2 separate regions of the Culex quinquefasciatus genome follow, and region 2 is linked to region 1. Evidence: chromatin contacts called from public Hi-C data. All regions are on one chromosome and are shown on one strand. Each heading gives the region's core, a stretch centred on a gene start, on an enhancer-like site or on the middle of the called end of the contact. The rest is flanking DNA. Distances are from core to core; before and after follow the strand shown. Region 1 holds the start of LOC6051686 (AP-2 complex subunit alpha). Region 2 holds the start of LOC6048336 (nicotinamide/nicotinic acid mononucleotide adenylyltransferase 3).

Region 1 (4,539 bases), core at 207-2,706:
GATTGCGCGACTGCAGATCGTTCTTGATGCTTTGAATGATGAGCTTAATCAGGTCACTGTTGGTATTGACCAACACCGAGATGAACAGATAGCCCTGGAATTAAACGGGAAACACTTAGACAATCGATTCCTTTCTTGTTAAGACAACGCGACTCACAATCTGCTTCTCCGAGTACTTGTTCGACGACAGCAGGTTGACGGCCTCCATCTGGCCAAAATCGATGTCGTGTCCAAGCAGAAAGATAAACAGCAGCTTGCACACATACTTTTTCTTCTGGTACCCATCGAGCGTTTTGTCCCCCTTGAACTTGCTCCGGATGTTGGCCAACTCCTTGTTGATGCGCTTGATTTCCGCTTCTTTGCTTTTACCTAACAAAAAATAAGAAATTTGTGCAAAAGTCACTAACGTAAATGTTAAATATACTCACAATTACGAATATCCGAAATGAACACGGCCAAGCCGCGCATTCCATCGCCCCGAACCGGTGCCATCGCGGGAACCGACTTTGTTTTTGTTTTGACTTGCTTGTTTTTTTCCCCCGCTGCTTTCCTAGTATCCGCTTATCGATCCTCTCCCCGACTACTTGGACGACGAGATTGCGAGCTCAAGCGAGAGGAGCAGGTCGTGTCGTGGCTCACTGCGATGCAAAAACACACACAATCTGTGGCGAGAGTCCGCAGCGAGTGTGGTGGAGAAAGAAGAGAGGAAATAATATGAACTTTCGCCTTTTTCGCGACTGCTGCTGCTGCGATTTTGTAGCAGACCTAAGTGATGACTATGCGAAGCTTGCAAACCCCAATCTGCGAGTTGTTATCCCAAGAGATAAGCCATTATTTTCTTACGTGTACGTGCTTTTCAAAAGCCAGACAAGATCAAAGGAATGCAGATAAATGAACCGAGAACGAAAACACTTTGCACCGATGATGTGATAACAGATCAGAACACTTCCCTCCAGCTCAGCAGAACATAGCAGGCTCTTCTTCGTCAATTACTGAACTTTTTCTTCAATGCTAGTGGTGCCTACTATGATGCTGGCCGCGCCGTTGCGTCCGCGGACTAGAGCAATGAATGAATGTGAATAAATACAGACAAGTAGAGAGAGAAAGGGGCGGAGGAGTAGTCGGGTGTTGGGGAAAAGGCGACAAAACGACCGCAGCAGCAAGCAATGAATTTCACTATTCTTCTTCTGAATTTGACGCCCAGAAAAATTTCACTTGCACTCACTCCACCCGACCAAAGCAACCCACTTCCGGGCCGCGTAGTTTGCAGTGCACGCGGAACCGGGTCGGAATAGTACTCACACGGTGGGGGACACCAACAGCGGCAGCGGCAGTTGCAGCAGCAGGTTCAGGTTCCTATTCACGGGACACGGGATTTACGAAATATCGATCGAATTTTTCGCTACTGCTCCGTTCTCGTACGCCGAGAAAGCAAACGTCATCCAACTTCCCTCTGAGAAATCGGGCGCCGCGATTTGGCTGGATGGTTGAATAAAGTAGAGCTGATGTGAGGCTGATCGGGGCGTCAAATTTCTCAGAGGGGTTGAGCGAAGCGGCGGCCGACCAAGGTGCATTGAAGAGAAATAAGGTAAGACAGTTTTCACTTCTCAACTAATATTTATCCAGAATATCCAAAAATCCTGATTTTTATATGAGGATTTTGAGAGATGTAAAATGTTACAGCTTTCAACGGATTATTTGGCAATGCAGAAAAAATCCGGTAAAATTGACCTTTTGAAAAAGTAAGCAAGAAATCTCAAATTGTTGAACTATTAAATCCTTAAATTCTTAAATTCTTAAATTCTTAAATTCTTAAATTCTTAAATTCTTAAATTCTTAAATTCTTAAATTCTTAAATTCTTAAATTCTTAAATTCTTAAATTCTTAAATTCTTAAATTCTTAAATTCTTAAATTCTTAAATTCTTAAATTCTTAAATTCTTAAATTCTTAAATTCTTAAATTCTTAAATTCTTAAATTCTTAAATTCTTAAATTCTTAAATTCTTAAATTCTTAAATTCTTAAATTCTTAAATTCTTAAATTCTTAAATTCTTAAATTCTTAAATTCTTAAATTCTTAAATTCTTAAATTCTTAAATTCTTAAATTCTTAAATTCTTAAATTCTTAAATTCTTAAATTCTTAAATTCTTGCTAAAGTCTGCAACGGCAAATTATCTGCAACCCTGGCCATTTTGAATAAATGCAATATGTTGCAGATAAATTCTGCACATCTGGCATCCCTGCTGGAATGTTGTGACGTCTACGGTCGACCTGCAGAGTAACAAGAAAATCATTTTACGATTTTACGGAAATAGATTCCGAAAGAACTTCACCCAGCTTTCCCGCTGTCCGGCAGCAACAGCATCCAGCATGGAACCGACAAGCAGCACCCTGATTCAGGATTTGCCGCCGGAGGTTTGTTTGTTCGTGCGTGGCGGCGAATTCTCTAAAAGGCGCATTTTTGTTTTTGTTTACAGCTTCAACTTTTGATTTTCGATTATCTGGATTTCAATTCTCGGCTGAATTGCACGCTTGTTTGCCGGAACTGGAACCGGCTAGCGATGAGTGGGGCCTTCCTGAACGAACGGGTTTTGATGAAGCTGGAGGTTGATTGCAAGTGCAATCAGGGCCACGGCCAACCGACGCGGATTAAGACGGTCCGGTATATTGGGAGTGTGCTTTGCAACAGCGATCGCCGGTACCGGGCCTTGACGATTCTGTACATGCACGAGACGCTACCCGGGATCAATTCGTTGCTTGGGATTCTGAGGAAGTTTGAGGACTTGACTTATTTGCATTACGAGCAGCGCCACCGGGTCACGCACATTACGCTGGTGGAACAGATTGTACAGTACTGTCCGCGGCTCAAGAATCTGCATTTGTTTTTGATTTTGGCCCGGTGCAACAAACGGCGCACCTGGGACCAGCTGCCGAACAACCTGGAAGAGGTGACGTTTTCCGGCGTTTGCCTTGGGGACTTTAGCACGCTGGTCCAGCTATTCCGGAACGTGACCAACGTGGCGCTGCGCTGTGCCCGAGTGCGCAGTGACCACCTGGAAGTGCTGGTCAAGTTTATGCCCCGCGTTCAGGTGCTCAAATTCGAGTACATCGAAGTGACCGGCATCCGGCCGTTGCGGCTGCTCAAGAACCTGCGCTGGCTGCGTTCGCTCACGATTGCGCACTCGCTGTTTGCGAAGGAGTTTAGCAAGTGGCCAAAGCTGCCGCCCAGTGTGCGCTCCGTTACGCTGTACCAGTGCGCCCAGGTCAGGCTGAGGGAGCAGCTGCACGAGCGCTGGGGCCACGTCGAAAAGTTCCGGATTGTGGAGCCGTCGGAGAGGTGTAGGTGGATCGCCTTTGGTTGATTTGGGAGGTTTGAGATTGATTTTTTTGGTTCTTTTCAGCCAACTCGTCGGACTACGAAATGCTGTTTGTCGTGATGTGGTTCGTCTCGTAGGAGGTTCGCGAATGGTCGATTTATAATTTGTTAAACCATTCCGAGATTGGTTTCATTATTGATTGAACTCTGATTATTTACTTTTATCATGGACATTGAATGTCCGCTGTTGATTTCCAATAAAGCCGTGCTAGGCACGAACCTTCCAAAATAACCAGCTTGAAGAAAATATTTCGATTATCATGCTGCAAATCAAAACAATACCGTCTACAATCGCAAATTACTTCCCATAAAAAAAATCGCCAAACTAACAACCAAATACGAATCTGGAGCAAAAAAAGGTGCAGGTGGTTATGTTACAAAATTTGTTTGATGTGAATTAGTGTTAAGAATGTATGAAAAGTTCACTTTATAACATGGAAAGTTCCTTAACCACGAAAAACTAACGAAAAAGAAAAGGGCACAATTGAACTTTTTTCTGGTTTGGAGTGAACATTGTTATGTGCCCTTTTGTTTTTTTTGATTTTTTCAATAGGAAATTGTTTGCTATCAATCTGATTCTTGGAGGGCATGTAGGGAGTGTACTATGGAGTGGAATAGTGGAATAATCCCGAATGTTTACTTTTTGGTTTTGTGCCCTAATGAAATGTTTGGCTCGAAATGACCAGTATGACAGTGACATATACAGCTGCCACGCAGCAGAAAACTGTTGCGTTGCAGACCAGGCCTGCAAAATGTTTCCAAACCAGCGTACACATGAAGCAAACCAAAATGTCAGTTCACTGCTAGCTTGTGACTGTAAGCCTACTGTGTCCGTTCAACCACTGCCGCCTGACTCGTGCCGGTTGGCTGCTGGAGAATGAGAGACGTGAAAAAATGAGCTACACTCACTCAATTCGTGTCGTATGACTGACTCGTAAAATCCTCTCTAAACACTATTTTGACTATTTTCAATCAATTGAATGGTTCTAGACTGTGCAAAACACTTAAAACAACCATAACTTATATTCAAAATAACATTTCCACGCATAAATACCAACTTTTTGTGTAAAAACTTGTTTCTTCATGTGTGTGCGTGCAACGTCGAATAAGCGTTGGTCGATTACTGCCTCGCATTGCAGCTACTCAGTGAGCTAGGGCACTCA
Region 2 (5,032 bases), core at 243-2,742, 220 kb before region 1:
GATCGCGGAATCGGGCGTAACGGATGCTGCTGTCGTTGCCTTTGTGGTGATAATCTGAACTGCTCCGCCCGGAGCAGACAAAAATCCGCGCATGTTTTTGGCCGAATTCTTGGCATCGTTTTCGGTGCCACAGCAAAAAACACGGTTCAATGCGTTGCGCGGAAAATCCGTTTCATCCATGGATTCGGAGTTGAGCGTGTTCAGCTGGTTTTGACACTCAATGTAATCTTCGTTATCATTTACAGGTGAAACTGGTGAAATACTCATAACTTCCACGCCAGTATTTGGGGTTAAATTGAACTTACTGTAGTGATCAAGGCACAGACATGTGAAAATGAGATGTTAAATTGAATGGGGTAGTTGTTTCACTTCTCATTCCTTGGCAAGACCAGATGAAATTGAAATCTGTGGCGTTAGAAAAAAAAAATACTTACGTTGCACTCGAGCCGTACAGGAGGTGCTTCTTGATGTACTCTGTAACATAGTCGTCCAGTAAATATTTTACCGACAGTCCTCTGCCCAGCAAACGACGAACAAGGGTCGAGCTCACATCATTTGTCACCCAGTTTGTCACAATAGTTATGTTTCGCTGAAAGACATCAAGTATTACTAATCATCCGAACTAGCTAACCCGTACCACGCCTTCCTTACTCTGTATCTGCTGAGCAAATCCGAGTTGAATATAAACTGCTCAGGGTTGGATCCGGCTCGCGAGATCACCACCAAACCGTGCTGACCGATGATGGCTTCGATGTCTTCGTCCTTCCACAAACCTGGCGTCGCAAACGACTCCAAAAGGTCAGCCCCGCACAGCAGCTTCAGCTGGACGTGCCCGGTCATTTTGTTCAATCCCTCTGGCAACCAGGAAGGAATCTGCTGATCGTTGATGCTGTTGGAATCCTTCAGGACCGAGTTGATGTAGTTCTAAAAAAAGCAAACTCAAAATAAAACTCGCAAGTTCCCTCTTCCCCCTATCTTTTACCTGATGATACTGAAGCGTCAGCCTGGTTCTTGTCCACTCTTCCTGCTGCGTTTCCCAGTCGGAGAGCCGGACCCAGTCCGAGGACTGCAGGCCAATTTTAATCATGGTGCACCGGTGGCTAGCGGACACCAGCCCCTTCTTGCCGTACGAGTCGTGCACCGGGGAAACAATGCCACCGACAACCTCTGCCGTTCCCATCTGGTTAAAATGGTCCCGAGCGATTTCTGGAAGCAAACGATTCTGGTAAGTTGAAGCAATTTTAGAGACATTTTCAGCGATTTTGTTACCAAACATCCGGAAATGCATCGGGGTGCACGGATTGAACGACCCGCATGCAATTAGCATAATTTTTGTCGGCGCCGTCATCCTCATCTGGGTGGCTTACTGTTGAATACTGGAATTCACAGGAATCGGGAGATTTTACTTGAAAAATACCAACTTTGCTACATCAATATTTGAAAATTTTGTTTTGAATCATCCTTTTCATGCATGACGTCCTTGACAAGCAGGGTTGCCAAATCGTCTACGAGTTTGTGCGAAGTATGTAAGAAACATTTGTATGGTTCACTTCGTGTCAGGCTTATATGAAAGCTCACCGAATTAAATCTGTAACAAAAGTGTTTGAAAGCGTATAACACCAACACTAAGCACGAGAGCGAGAAACAGGGGGTGAGCTTTTTGGTATAACAGTTTTTTGTGTGCATAATTAAAGGCGTTTCCGTTCAGTGCGTTGCGCTATAATCAAACAACCCTCTGAGAAATGCAACGCCCTGATTAGTCTGATAGTTGGATAAAATCTGGCTGCGACGGCCGATCGGGACGTTATATTTCTCAGTGGAAATAACTTAAGGGAAATAAAACCTTTCTCATCACATTTTTATTATCGGTGGTTTATGCAACAAGTTGCAAAAAGAAGATTTTTCAGCACGAGTCGTACATTTATCCAACGAGATTTACCGAATTAAATAAATACGACGGGTGCTGAAGAAATCAAATTTTGCCACGTGTTAACCATTTTTTTTACGGTTCCAAAAACCACTTTTCGAATTTTATTATATATGTCAAACATTCATGTGTAAAGTAAATTCACCGTTCGAAACATAAAAATATAGAAAAATTTTACTTTTCGGTACTCTCGGTACTTTCGGTCTCTCTCTCTCTTCTCTCTGTCGCACTCATTCACTACAGTGCTGAGAATTTCAGAGCTGAAAAGTTTTCCATTCATTTTCAGTAGATGAAAGGAGCCGTTTCGTCGCTTGAGAATGACAAGAAAAGTATGTAGTTTCACGACGGAATTGCAAATAAATATTTTTTGAGTTGTTTCACAATTTCAAAGGTGAATTTTTGATTTGTCATTGAGCTAGTTCTATCAGTTTCAATTATTGTTATTTTTATTCAAACTTATAAATTTCAAAGAGCCGCAATATCTTTTCGAAAGTTTAGTGTTCAGTCGTTCAAACCGCACAAATAATATTATAATGTCGGCCTGTGTGGATCAATCGGACCGCGCACTGGACTCACAATCCAGAGGTCACCGGGCAGACGCAAAAATTCTAAGTGTTAATATAGGTATTCGGTGCCCTCTCCCCGTGCCATACCTTCACACTTAGGAGACCCGGGAGGCGGAGTCTTGTCGCAAAAAGAACGATACACGCCTGTGAATCCGTTGACGAAACCGCAGTTTATAATGTCGGCCTGTGTGGATCAATCGGACCGCGCACTGGACTCACAATCCAGAGGTCACCGGGCAGACGCAAAAATTCTAAGTGTTAATATAGGTATTCGGTGCCCTCTCCCCGTGCCATACCTTCACACTTAGGAGACCCGGGAGGCGGAGTCTTGTCGCAAAAAGAACGATACACGCCTGTGAATCCGTTGACGAAACCGCAAGGTTTAAGAGGGCCACATTATAAGGTGTTACGTCGATTCCGTTTTTATATTATAATACCAGTTCACCACACTAACTTTATGGGAAATTCATTCGCAGTTCGAGGTGCACGTTTGTGGAATAATTTGCCGTATAGTTTAAAATCTATAACTTCATTTAGTGAATTCAAGCGTAGGTGTAAAGACCATTTAAAAAAATCAATATGAGTTTTGTTTTGGTTTTTGATTAAGGTGAAGCCGTTGCCGTTTTCGAAGAAAATTAATCATTACTATAAAAAATTGTGTTTTAAATCCAATTTAACGAATTTCAGCACCAAAAGGAATCAGCATGTGCCGGTTGTTGCCTTCTTGAAGCCACTGAAGGAATTTTTAAACTAAATCAATTGTGCTTTAAAATTTATATGATTTTGTGGCACAGTCATTGACGTCCTAGTTGGCAATCATTGATTAATGACGATTTCCATAACTTAACAAGGAATGGGATATTCGTTACCAAAAGGAATCAGCATGTGTAGGGCACTATTCTAAACAACTGGTTGAAGGAATTTTGCCAAAATATTGAAAGCGCCGCAAAATTTATATATTTGATGGAAAAATCATGACAATGATGGAAGTCTTCACGTTAAGCAATGCCTTGTTTTTAATAACTACATACACAGCTTATAATCAGTCTTAAATTTATTACTGAATTCTATTCAAACAAGTAATTTGTCGTATCAACCAAATTTTTTTTTTGAATTTATTTCGTTATTGTTTTTAATTTAGTTGTTAGTTTTTAGTTTTACTGAAACATAAGGTCCTTATCATTTAAGTCAATGTGTACAAAAAAGGTTGTACCTTCGGTATATTTTTTAAAAATGAAATACAAATACAAAATACTAATTTATTTAAGGAAATTGGGCATTTCTCTGAAAATATTGAACCAAAACTGATACTTTTTTATGGAATTTGTTCCGAAAACTGTTCTCTACAATGTGATTGAATCTAAAATGTTTTTAAATGTTATGGTGTAATGTGGCAGAGGATTAAAAAAATATTTTTCGGAACCTATTGGGTAATGAACAGCTTATTAATTAAATAATCCATGTTTTGCTTTGTTTATTGCTCAAATTCTTATGGGCAATGTGTTGCTATTTATTCATAATAAATTGTACAAAGAAAAGATTTATTTTCGGTCGTATCGGGGTTTCCAGCTTGGATTCTGGGGTAATTTCAAAGAAAGCTAGAAATCTGGTAAATTTGGCTCGAATTGTTTTAGTGGAGGTCAAATATAGCTAGTTAGAGTTCTCAAAATATATTCATAAGAAATTTGAGTGATATCAACATGAGTGCACCGATTTTCTGTGACTTTTTTGAAGAAATATCCCATAAAATCTAAAAATAATCTTCAAAAAACAAAAAGGTTGATCTAGACCCCCCGACGAAATATTTCGGTGGACCCCGCAAATGTTCAGACATTCCGAATTTTTTTATCATTAAGGTCTCGATAAAATACACCGTGCTATCTAAGTATTGACGGAACATTTTTTTATTTAAACAACACTTGAATTTAATAACAATCCTAAATATGCTTTCAATGCTAAAAAAATGCATTTCAGATTGTTTCGTGTTGATTAGAGATCGCAGTAAGCCGCGCGCGCGAACGGTTGGAGGAAAAATCGCAGCACGATTTTTGACGGTTCGAAATGCTTCTAGAGAATTTAAAAGTTGTCGTTTTTCAATTAGTTTGCTAAAGGTCACATTTTCTTGTGATAAGATTTTGTATAGTTTTCAAAACAGGCCATAAGTGCAACTTCTTTGTTAGAACCACCGAACCATGGGGAAATATTGGTTGGGAGCGGACAGACTCAGTGCAAAAGTGAAAGTGTTCACGTCAAACGATCGGCCTGTCTCCTGAGAAGAACCTGGAATCTGACGATCGGGATACCACCTCGCGGCGTCTTTTGAAGATTTGAGCTTTATGTTAAAGATTTGCTGTTTCTTGGTGAGAGATTTCCATCATAAGTTGTTAAATTATTATATTCCCCTATATTATGATATTATTAAATAACCCTTCTATCCCTTCCCCATTATCCCTTTCCCAATTTCCATTTTCCCCAACTTCAATTGCCCAATTCCAACTCCCTCCTAAAAATATAATTATTTGCCAATTTACACTTACAC

The links. A called contact is a pair of places that touch in the nucleus more often than the background predicts.
Region 2: a contact with region 1 is called in a Hi-C map of whole body, with 2.7 times the contacts expected there. The contact joins the promoter of LOC6048336 here to the promoter of LOC6051686 in region 1. A contact is called at or near these places in 2 of 2 Hi-C or Micro-C datasets (both in whole body).

Annotation. Positions count from the first base shown.
Region 1 is chr2:224,720,437-224,724,975 of VPISU_Cqui_1.0_pri_paternal, reverse strand. It overlaps LOC6051686 (AP-2 complex subunit alpha), which reads right to left and starts at 1,456. Exons shown (of 8, transcript XM_038252784.1): 1 at 1,303-1,456; 2 at 429-662; 3 at 158-369; 4 at 1-94. The coding sequence starts at 492. LOC6053052 reads left to right here and starts at 2,249. Exons shown (of 3, transcript XM_038254726.1): 1 at 2,249-2,415; 2 at 2,478-3,343; 3 at 3,402-3,623. The coding sequence starts at 2,371. The coding sequence ends at 3,480.
Region 2 is chr2:224,941,871-224,946,902 of VPISU_Cqui_1.0_pri_paternal, reverse strand. LOC6048336 (nicotinamide/nicotinic acid mononucleotide adenylyltransferase 3) reads right to left here and starts at 1,492. Exons shown (of 6, transcript XM_038255009.1): 1 at 1,270-1,492; 2 at 983-1,206; 3 at 652-924; 4 at 435-589; 5 at 1-304. The coding sequence starts at 1,354.